Linked DNA regions of Bicyclus anynana: region 1 is linked to region 2. Evidence: chromatin contacts called from public Hi-C data. All regions are on one chromosome and are shown on one strand. The core of a region is the stretch at or near the end of the contact, and the rest is flanking DNA. Distances in the headings are between cores, read along the strand shown.

Region 1 (5,499 bases), core at 143-2,642, 52 kb after region 2:
TAATGAGCCGTAGTGATGGGAAACTATTCAAAAGCAATGGAGATATCTAAGCTCAAATCTGTGGGAGGGTGTGTATGTGGGAGATTCATAGAGACCAAAAGTATTGAATTAGTACATCATTATCAGCCTATTTGAATGGCCTACTACAACGCTAAACCTTCTTATTTCCTCCTCCTCCTCATTCGGTTGGATTTGAACCACCAGGCTAGACCAATGCTGTATGACCGGTTTTGGGTGATAATTTTGGACTCAGTAACAATCACTTTTAGATGTTATGTTCGTTAGTCATTATCACATTATTAGCGATAATGACCAACGAATGGCTAAACAAGCATTTTGAGGTATACCACCCACTTCCCCTACTTCTGAGTTCTTATGCTACCCCAGTCAAATAAGGAAAATAGGTCAACCTCGGAATGAGAGATTATAAGTTTTTTCCCTTTGGTGTTCTACCAAATACAGAAGGAGGAATAAGGAATAACTACTGAAAACTAAAGTAACGCGATGGTAACGGGTCATGTAATTGTTATGAATATTATCCTCTAAATGATGACGTCAAACTTTACAGTTCTCGTAAGAACAGATGTGTTTGACGTCATGACGTTTATGTCACCGGAGTCATACGCATAATCAATTTATTCCATGAAGACTGTTTAGATTTGGTAGTAGCGGTAATATGACAGATTAAACGCATTTGTGTGTAAAAACCAATATGGGACTGTAAGCCCTTGACAAAAATTATTTGTGAAATGAACCAACGTGAATAACGTTTAGATGGCTGTTACTGTATCAGAAAATAACTCTGAACACTATGCCGTCATTTCTGAGCGGTACAGTGGTGAGTACGCGAGTGAATGTCATTTCTCAGGTACAAATGATGAATTACGACTAATTATAATTGTACGGCTTTGCTATAGTGTTTAAGATGATTAAAAATAAATGTCGAAAATCCTAGTGCCGTACTAAAATGGTGGTGCCGGAAGTCAGCACAAATTTTAATTCGTCGACAACTGCAGAAGCAAAATACGTTATTTATTACTGTACGGCATTTGTGCAATTCGTTTTGTACACATATGTATACAGATACTTTACCCGTAAACGCTGTACATTTTTCCAGCGCAGGAGTCGAAAGATAAGAGTCGCAAGCCTTACTCTTCAATCACCTGTACAGCTCAGAAATGACGGTATAGTGCTCAGAGTTATTTTCTGATATAGCAGCAGCCTTCTAAGCGTTATTCATCTTGGTTCATTTCTCATGTAATTTTTGTTTAAGGGCTTGTAGTCTATGGACTCAATATAATTTTTGTCTACCAGGGCCTAGGCATGTCCAAGGAAATCGGCGCGGTGAAGTACCTGGAGTGCTCGGCGCTGACCCAGAAGGGGCTGAAGACGGTATTCGACGAGGCGATCCGCGCCGTGCTGTGCCCCGTGCAGCCGGTCAAGGTGAAGCGGAAGTGTTCGATACTGTAAGGATTGCGACGCGTCAGGGTATGTACTACATTTTTTTTTTAATTTTTTACAGGTGAGATTTCAATAAGCTACAACTTATGTGCACTTCTTTCCTATCCCTACACTACTCTATCCCTACGCTTAGTTAGCCTTTTCTAACGGCGGCATTTCCATTTTTTTTTTCACGTGACAACGTCTTACAACGTCAATGGAGCCGGCTGCACACTCAAAAAAAGATGAAGTCATGCGTCGTTCCCACGCTCTAGGGTTGCCAACTTTTTTTACAAGAAATAAAGTATATTCTGGTCTATGAAGATTATTAAACAGTATTTTAGAAAAACAAACATTTTCTTTTGAAAAATGCAAAAATTCCATCAGTATTTTCTTATGACGTTGTCACGTTCAACTATCGTCAGTAAACCGACTTTACAGACAACCGATTTTTTTTTAAATAAAAGAACACTTTGTGTCATTGTGTCATGACTATAATAGTTAGGCATATGCTGTCGCGACACTTTTTGTAGAAAAGGATGTGTTCTGCAAAGTTGTAGTACATTGTTTTATTCTAACATCAATAGGTTTTGCAGCGCACGCGATGTAAAGTATATTTTAGGTAAAAAAATTTACACTTTGGGTTACATTATTGGAGTATTAGGAAAGATACCTAGTTGTTTTGAAACACTCCCCGATAACGTAGCATTCTGCTGGTGAAAGAATTTTCAAAATCGGATGGTAGTTCCGAAGATTACTCCGTACAAAGGATTGTTACAAAGGAGATGGTCCAAAATTGTATGGAGCCCAGGTCCAGTCATTGTACCCTGGCGGAAATAAAAGAAGATATTATTTTTAACTATTTTTGATTATACAAATCTACGAAATTATTTTAATTTTTTCGAAATAATATTCATTATCTCCCAAGAAATGCAACATCAATAAAGGTATTAATGGCGGATAGATGACGTTTTCAATGCATTAATCGATTTGACTTTTGCTGTCAACTGTCATGTCATAGTTGCTCTATGGGCACCATCTTGTTATAACTCAAAAACTTGGGTTTTTTATTTATTTATTTTTATTTAGTTAGATTTATTCTGTTTAATAAATTTTAATAAATTCTTTGTATTTTTTAAATTTTAATGATACGGGGTACAAGAGTGGACCTGAAATGACTCCTTAACAAACTTACAAACTTACAAACTTACAAACTACCTCCTTTAAATATTAGTATAGATAACATTTAATTATATTAATGTTGTTTATGGGTTAAATAAATGAATAAATGAGTTTGTTTATATTCCAGAGAGAGTAGAGGAAGTACGACGCAAGTGTAAACAGCCTAGCTTAAAGAAATAGCGCACCAAACGATCCGTCTTCTATGGTATCACCACAGTGCTGTATGAACTAATGTAACATGGACTGCAATTGAATGCAATGCAATAGATGTTAATTCTTAAAATGTTAAAATAAATACGCGTCATTTATTACGTCAAATGGGTTGGTGTGAGTGAGCTCCGTATTTGTAAACGCTTTTGTATAATCTGTGGAGTGACAGCTGACGTTTGACAGTTGTCTATGGTTAAGTGACATCTCTGTTTATGGGAACATACTGGTCAGGTTTTTTTATCGAGTTGTAATTCATAATTATTGATATTTGGGTGCTTTTTCTATCGCGACTTGTATTCAAAATATTAAAAATACATTCCTACACTCTTGCTTGAACACCTAACGTCGCCATTTTTGTTGATCCATCGACGGCAGATTAAAAAATATATGTATTATATTTCCCCCCACTTTTGGTGCGTTGGTGTTTTCGAAATGTGGAATTGTTGAAATTTTTTGTGTTAGACAGAGATTATATTTTTCGATTTATTATTATTATTATTATTATTATTGCTTATTTTGTTCCCAATTTGATTGATTGTTGTATTTCATTATTAGGTGTCTGTAAGTACATACACAGTATTCGCTAAAAATGTTTTATATAAATATTTAAACTTTCGTATACTGTATGTAATGTGTATTAATAAATGTTTTACAATACTATATCAATATTTGTATGGTAACACTGTCTAGTTGACTAAATTTGCATTTCAATGTAATGAAAAGAGTGATCGTTTTATGTGTAACTTAACAACTATCAACGAATAACTTTTATCATAGTGTCTATATATGTCCGACTAAACAAAATTCGAAAAATCCGCATTTAACAAAAAAAAAACAAGTTCCATTTTCAAAAAATATGCATTGAAAAGCAAAGTTAACTAATCTGACGGTACTTTTTATGTTAAAAGTTATGTAGAGGTATTACGATTTCTTTTTTTTTTTAAATTATGGAAATCAACTGCTTATTAAATAAATTGGATATTAACAACGTTGATTTTATCTTAAGTAATGTTTTTTATGTAATCAATAGGCACAAAGTAGCAGTAAAAATTATCGTTGCCAACATATTTTATGTGTTTTAATGTTATTAATAAATTATTAGGCTACCCGCGTTTCACTTGTAAAATCTACGCCCATTGACCTCTTATAATAAAAGGACGCACAATCATGTAGAAAATTTCACTTGAAAAATGGTGAATTTTGCTTTGACAGTTTTAGAATTATTGGTAAAGAAAATTGTACCTATAGTCCAATATTCAGTAAAATCCCAAATTCAGAGCGAATTCAACCTTAAAGATTGAGTTTAAGGTTGAATTTGCAAATGTGACTACTTGAATTGAGTGCCAAGAAGTTGTGCTTAGCACTCATTGAATTTTGGTCGGTGATTGTGCATCCACTTTTTAATAGGTGATCGATGTCTACACCCAATACTTTAGCACCCGTGAAATGCGTTATACATATCGAAGTTTAGCTAGAGGACAGTTGAATGCAATTTAAATAATTAAATAATAAATTGTTTTGATGATAAATTGTACATTAAATGATGGTTTTACTGATTAATTGCATTGATTAATTTGTTCACGATTTTGTTTGGATCGATTTGTTTATTGCATCAAATGAGGGTAACTTTGAATTTCAGCACAAAAATATGTGTAAGTGTTATATTATGAATTATGCCAGTGTTTTGTATGATATATGTCATTTTAATTTTTGTATTGTATGGTTAAATAGTGATGGCTAAAATAGTGGCTGTAAAATAATAGAATTTTTAAATTAATTATTCGACTGGGCATTCAATTTTTATTTAAAATTAATAAGTATCAGTATTACACAGAAAAGCATTTAAACCAATTAAGTTTTACTGAAAATCAAAGTTACCTTGTGTTTTTTTTAGTATTTTATTTTTTAATTTTCAACAATGTCCTTATTATCATCAAACAAGCTGTAATATTCAAGTCTTATTAAAACTTCTAAAGGTTACTGTGAAATGCCGCACAATTATTAATTTAAGCAACTTTGACCAAGTTGGGACTTTTCTGATTGGTCGCTTAGTCCTTGGGAGACATTTTTCGTAAAAAGAAAGTGTGATAAATGGGTTTAGCCTTTAATTGACGAACACGGCCTTTTATTAGTTTTTATATTACGCCTAAATAACATTTTAATTGTCCACGCGACACTTGTACTGATGTTTCGATTGCTTTTGAACTGTTACAGCGTCTCCACATTACCATATTTTATATCATAATGGGACACTGTTGTCCCATTTGCATGTCCCTCGATATATGATGGTATAGTGTGGAAACGCCCTTAGAAATAAGTTAATTACTGTCTAAATCCACTCCTAAAATAAGTAATAGTACACGTAAAAACGCTAAGGAATGTGCAATTGTTATTGCTTTGTACTATCGACATCGATGCCATAGACAATTTTTACTTATTGAAAATGAAATATTTGAAAATGGAATCTTAGCCGCTTCGTTATATTTTATTTTTTTCGTAAGCATAAACAATTGCACAAAATAGGTAAATAGCTGGTAAGGTTTTAATGTATTGTTCAGATGCAAATATTTAGAAGAAACGGCGTGTAAATAACGGTAATTTTAGTATGATTAAAAAAAAAAAACTAAAATGTAAGTGATCGGGCCATTTACTATGGCGTTGCATTTT
Region 2 (5,703 bases), core at 1,611-4,110:
TCACATGAAATTATGTTCATTCAATCTGCAATAAAATGTCAAAATAAGTGAAAATTGTATTTAAAATAATACACAAATTCCAATTTTTATCTCTTTTTCTTTAAAATTGGGATGGTTTGAATCCCAGCTTGGCTCAATTAAGATATTATCTAATTACTCTTAAGTTTATACCGTAATTATTCCTTCATTAACACTTTTGCTGCGGCACTGATTTTTCTGTACTTTTCTCTGGTGCGGTACGAGGTCCATTGACCTCGTAACCCTCGAACACGCTAGACATACGAGGTCAATTGACCCTGTACTGCAGCAAACGTGTTAAAGCACATTATCTTACAAATAGCAATACAACTTTTGTAAATGCAAAGCAAGTTTCAAATAACATTACAGTCACTACCATATTACTTAATTATTATTTATAAAAAAAAAAAATCATCAACAAATCTATTTGTTTAATTTTTTTTTTCTTTCAATATAATCTGGTAATGTTTCACAACTGGGATCTTTACTTCAAAATGCCATCAATTACCTTATTAACTAATTTCTAATACACACATTGTGATAATTACTAACACAGAGTTCTACATAGAACAGCCATACAATACAGTCATCAAATAAATGTTATTAAAAGAGCATTTTTACAGCTTAACATTGTTTTATCCGTCTCTGGACCTTGCTTTAAGTAAATGCTTCTTTTAAATAAAATGTTCACAGTACCAAATAAATTACTTACATTAAGATATTGTTTAACTAGTAACAGGCTTAGAGAAACCTAAAAAAACCATTTTGTTCACATTCAAACTTCCTCTAAACTCTGCCTGTGAGTCTATACTACTTCTTTGCCTTCGTCGAGTTCCCTTGCTTATTCGGAGGCGTCCATCTTAAAGCTGTAGGATCTACGCATAATCGGGGTTTTTTAAAATGTGAACTGGCCAACTGTTCAGATACAATCTTTGGTGTAACACATATAACATGTTGCCCCTTCCAATACTTTACCATATTCATAGATTGTAGAGTAGAAATTATATCTGTCTGCGATATACCAGTCATCTGACTCAAGTCCTTGATACTAAGAGTACCGCGACTCGCACTTAGCACTTCTAATAATACATAGGACCAGTAGGATCTGTAACTTAGCTTACCCAAGTCCGATAGTGGCTTCTCGGGGCTACCAACGACTTGTTCAAGCCTTGACAGTTCATAGCTAAAAGCTATTAGCAGTTTACCGTAACCTTGTCTCTGGTATGGCGGCAGAGTGAGTATACAAGCAACATTGTTGCCTTCAGGAGAATCCTTTTCTTTGGAGAAATAACCAACAAGATGAGCTCCATGCTTGTCGACTTCGCACAAAATATAAAAAAGAAATTGCTCTATGTCAAAATAAAGAGTTTTGTGATCTAAAAACAATTTAGCCAGCAAACAAAGATTCTGACAGTATATTTTATGTTCCTTACCATCTGCTTCGAAAATTGCTATAGTACCTTTTCTATATATTTCGCTGCCTAGAGGTTGTCGCGCTGTACACTCGCTCAAATGATATCTGTACGTCTTCTCCATTCTCATGTACTTGAGGCAATATTCACAAATCCACAGCTTCGACTGTTTTCCGTACTCGTCCGGGTAAGGGCTGAAGTACCAAGTGTCTATTTCGTATTTGCCGATCTGAATCCTATCTATGTATTTCACTTTGGTAATAGCTTCGTGTTCTTTTTCCAAAGCCGCCGTCGTGGGGTCCATCTCCGCGTACGATTTCTGCACATGATTGATTTCGTCATGTTTACGTTTTTGATTGCGGGTTATTTTGCGACCGGATTTGTCGGTGAGCAAGTGATCGGAGTTTATGTTGTTATTAGAGTTTTCACACACGTCAAACCTATCGGACATGACCCGGTGGCGCGAAACCCACTCGTCGAGTCTTCTATCGTAGCCGACATAGTGCACATAGTATTCATAACACGATTCCCCTGCGTTGTACCGCGTTTGTATTATCTCAGCCGGGTGCCATGACTCATCCGAACGCCGCACTAAGTAATGCTCTCCGATGTCCAAAGGTTGCTCCTGTGTGGACTCAGAGTCCTCGTTGTCAGTGCTACGGCCCTCTGAATTTGGTAATTCATTGTTCACAATTGGTTTTTCTAACTCTTTATCGCCTTTAGCCATATTAAACTATATCAATAACGGATCATGCAATACCGCGCAACACAATCAGCCATGCCATTTTTCCATAGATAATAGATTATAGATTTTTATTAAAATGTCGAATCTCGAATGTCGCGCAAAGCAAAAACGTGCGAACTAGTGACGTACCTACCCACACCCAGTGCCCATGCATAAATCTGTCTTTTGGAAACCGGTAGACCGGATAAATCAATATTTGTCTAAAAAAATAAGCACTCGTTTAATTTAAATAAAATAAATATAAAATGAAGTAAATAGCTTTAAGCTTAGAAGTATACATTTTTCATAATTATACAATTAATTTAAAATATAAAAGTAACTCTATGGTATGGTGTTACAATAAGCAAAACCTTCCCTTATTTCAGAGAATATTCTTAGTTTTATTAGAATCAGAAAAGTTAAAATTAATGTAATTTTTATTTTTTCAGCGTGTATGTATTTTTATTTTATATTATTATCATGCTAATTTACATTTAACACAACGTACAGCGTGTCTGCACGTGATAATTTTAAAGTCGCTATTTATTAATCCGCCAAACTAAGAATAAAACTTTAAACAAAATAAATTCAAGAACATTAACTGGTTTGATGGTTTGTCAACATGTCAGCTACCAGGGAGTAAAAGTAGGGAATTTAATGAACTTTTGAGTGCAACACAATAAACCATAGTCTATAGAGCCCTAGTAAATGAAACATGAGTTCAGACTTGTCGGCTGAGCGAACGTAATGCAATCGGCGAAACGTCTGTATTTAACTGATTTGTAATTCGGATTCCTAATCGCTAAAAGGGAGATATGATATTATTTTCGTTATCTAAAAACTGTGCCGATCGTCTACGCGAGTGTTGATTGTAATGCCGAAGTGTATTGATTACATTTACAAGTGATTTATGTGCAGTGGTTTTGTACAAGATTGGTTTGGAAGCATTTTGCCGAGATAATCTCCCAGTTGTCTTAGTTGGAACATTAGACTGAGTCAAAATGCAAGCGATCAAGTGTGTAGTTGTGGGTGACGGGTAAGTGGAAATGATTTTGGTTTCTTACAAATTCCGAGATACTATTATCGTAATGAACTAGGCATCTGACGTCATTAGGACTCATTGGTGGCGCATCCAGACTTCCGAGCGATCCTGTCGAGCGATAATTGCACGATTGTGTATTATTACCCGACTTTAACATAAGCGAGGTTCCCTGTTTACTTGTGTTCATGGAATTAAGACTATGAATTTAATGAATGAGATTTTTTGATTTTCTTATAAATGACTTAACCGATTTTGATATAATTTGTTTAATGAGTATTTTTTTAAGATTTTCTATTTCTATAATAAATAGAAATCATTCATGTAACAATTATTGTAACATGGGTATTATTTGGTAAAAGAATTTAAAACCTTCTTAGAAAAAGTATTTTTATTTTTTAAGTATTTAAGAATATCTATCAATATTTTTGAAAGAAATTGAAATTATTAATAGAAAGCGTTAGGGATTTAAAACTGCATTAATTTGTGCTAACAAGGACAAAAATGACTGAAAAATAATAACTGTAATTAATTGTAAGTACATTTTAATGTTAACTAACAGACTTGGTCAAGCTTCGCTTTGACTTATGTGCTCTTCCCTATCCCTACTCTACACTTCTCTTCCCCTACCCTACATTTACCCTACTCCTACCCTACCCCTACCCCTATATGTATTTAAATACACAAAAGCATTGATGCACACAAGAAAATAAATAAATTTATACATGTAATGTAATTATTGAAGGCTTATCTATGCTATCTCTTCCATAGTAGAATGCAAAATGTTGTTATCACTACTGATAGCGATTGTAACTATCATTATTACAATGTTATTGAAGCCCTACACAAATACTCTATGGTTTAATTTGTAAGCTTTCCAGTTTCCAACCTCTTCGTCACCACAGTCTAGGCCTGATTGCCGTACTTTCCTAACCTTAATAAACCATCTCTAATTCAAACATGTAATGGTGTTGAGATTTGAATATATTGAATTTTATGAGACATACAGGTAAATATGGGCAATAATAAGTAATCCATACATAGAAAACAAAGATTGTAGGGATATTTGTTAAATAAATAAGACTGAAATTTCAAAATCAATCAAAAATCTTTTAACATACTTACTTAATAAGATAAAAATACATTTTTAGCATTCAATGTGACATTATTCATTATTCGGCCAAACCTAACATACAAATCTGACATTCTTAAGAATCAACAATTTTGTGCTATTTATTATGCAGCATTATTTAGCGATATGACAAATTAAATTCCTGTAGCTTTGAAAGTACTAATGGCAAATATCCTGTGTTTCCATCTACAAAATTGCTTTACTAAAAGTGTACTCTTAATTTATATACAATTTAAGAAAACTGTCATCATCCCTATAGTTTGTTTCGTGTAGGATGGTGCTGGTGATAGTTTGTTTCACTCTTCAAAGTTTGCCACGTTTCATGATAATAGTATGTATTTTGAACGTCGTACAGATGACTGTCACCGTACCCATGCTATCTGAAAAACAGAGCATTTGACTCGGTTTGACAAAAATAATTCAAGCAAAACTGTTTGTCATAGTTGTCTCTTCTAAATTACCTACACAGGTTCCCAGACTTAAGATAACCGAACACCCACCAAATACCTTTTATGGAACCCCATATCAAATTGTTCCAAATCCAAATCAAAAAGAACAAAAAAAAAATATTGGCCACTTATTTGGAGGGTAAGCATATTATTGACCATATTTAAAAATGTGGTTGTATAATTTTTTTTTACTATAGTAGTAGTAACTTAAACTAAATATTTAATTGTCTGAACTACAGTACTGATATAATCCTCATTAGTTGTTACTAATTCACATTCATAGTAAGTTCTCAGCTAATATGTATGTCATGTTGTAAAGATGACTCAAGGTGAGCTCAAAAGGGCACTGACACTGCTTGCGGGGTGAATGCAAATTGTCCCATTTCCTCTTGCTTTGTGTTATACAGCCATACAACTATTCACTAGTGTCTTCCATTATTATTATACAAATATCCATATCCATACTGATATGTCTGTCCGTCACCTTTTCATGGCTAAACCACTGAACCAATTTTGCTGAAATTTGGTATAAAGATAAATTGGGTCTTGGAACAGAACATAGGATACTTTTATCCTGGTTAAATTCATGGTCTATAATTTATTCATGGTAAGTTAATACTATTTCAAATTATAATTAAAAATGATTGAATTAAATATACACATCTCATAATTTACATTTTAATCATATACAAAATTAGCTAAATCTTTTAAATATTGGATAGAAGCAGGCATTACTTTGTGGAAGTTCATTATGAATAGATAATAATTTATTTATTTTGCTGTCATCCTATATATTACTTTGCGATTGCACGTTGTTGAGTTAACATCACCTGAGGATGCGCTCTGGTTTCAGGGTGAAACGTACATAAAGTATTTTGTCGGACCTTGGTGACATTGTCGCATGGGTTCATCTGCTTTTCAGGGATGAT

What was found. Hi-C and Micro-C count contacts between places; a contact is called where the count stands out from the background.
Region 1: a Hi-C map of whole body shows a contact between it and region 2, with 4 times the contacts expected there. The contact joins the enhancer-like site here to the promoter of LOC112053760 in region 2. A contact is called at or near these places in 2 of 2 Hi-C or Micro-C datasets (whole body and whole larva).

The regions. Positions count from the first base shown.
Region 1 is chr11:13,712,394-13,717,892 of ilBicAnyn1.1, forward strand. It overlaps LOC112053760 (ras-related protein Rac1), which reads left to right. Exons shown (of 6, transcript XM_024093304.2): 5 at 1,315-1,488; 6 at 2,750-5,499. The coding sequence ends at 1,470. Among protein-coding and RNA genes, the nearest start is that of LOC112053762, 7.8 kb to the right of the region's middle. Within about 2 kb of position 1,393, at least 7 of the 8 cell types and tissues checked have open chromatin away from gene starts, as enhancers often do.
Region 2 is chr11:13,659,230-13,664,932 of ilBicAnyn1.1, forward strand. It overlaps LOC112053760 (ras-related protein Rac1), which reads left to right and starts at 2,861. Exons shown (of 6, transcript XM_024093304.2): 1 at 2,861-3,190. The coding sequence starts at 3,156. LOC112053759 (histone acetyltransferase KAT8-like) reads right to left here and starts at 2,241. Exons shown (of 1, transcript XM_024093303.2): 1 at 1-2,241. The coding sequence starts at 2,157. The coding sequence ends at 829.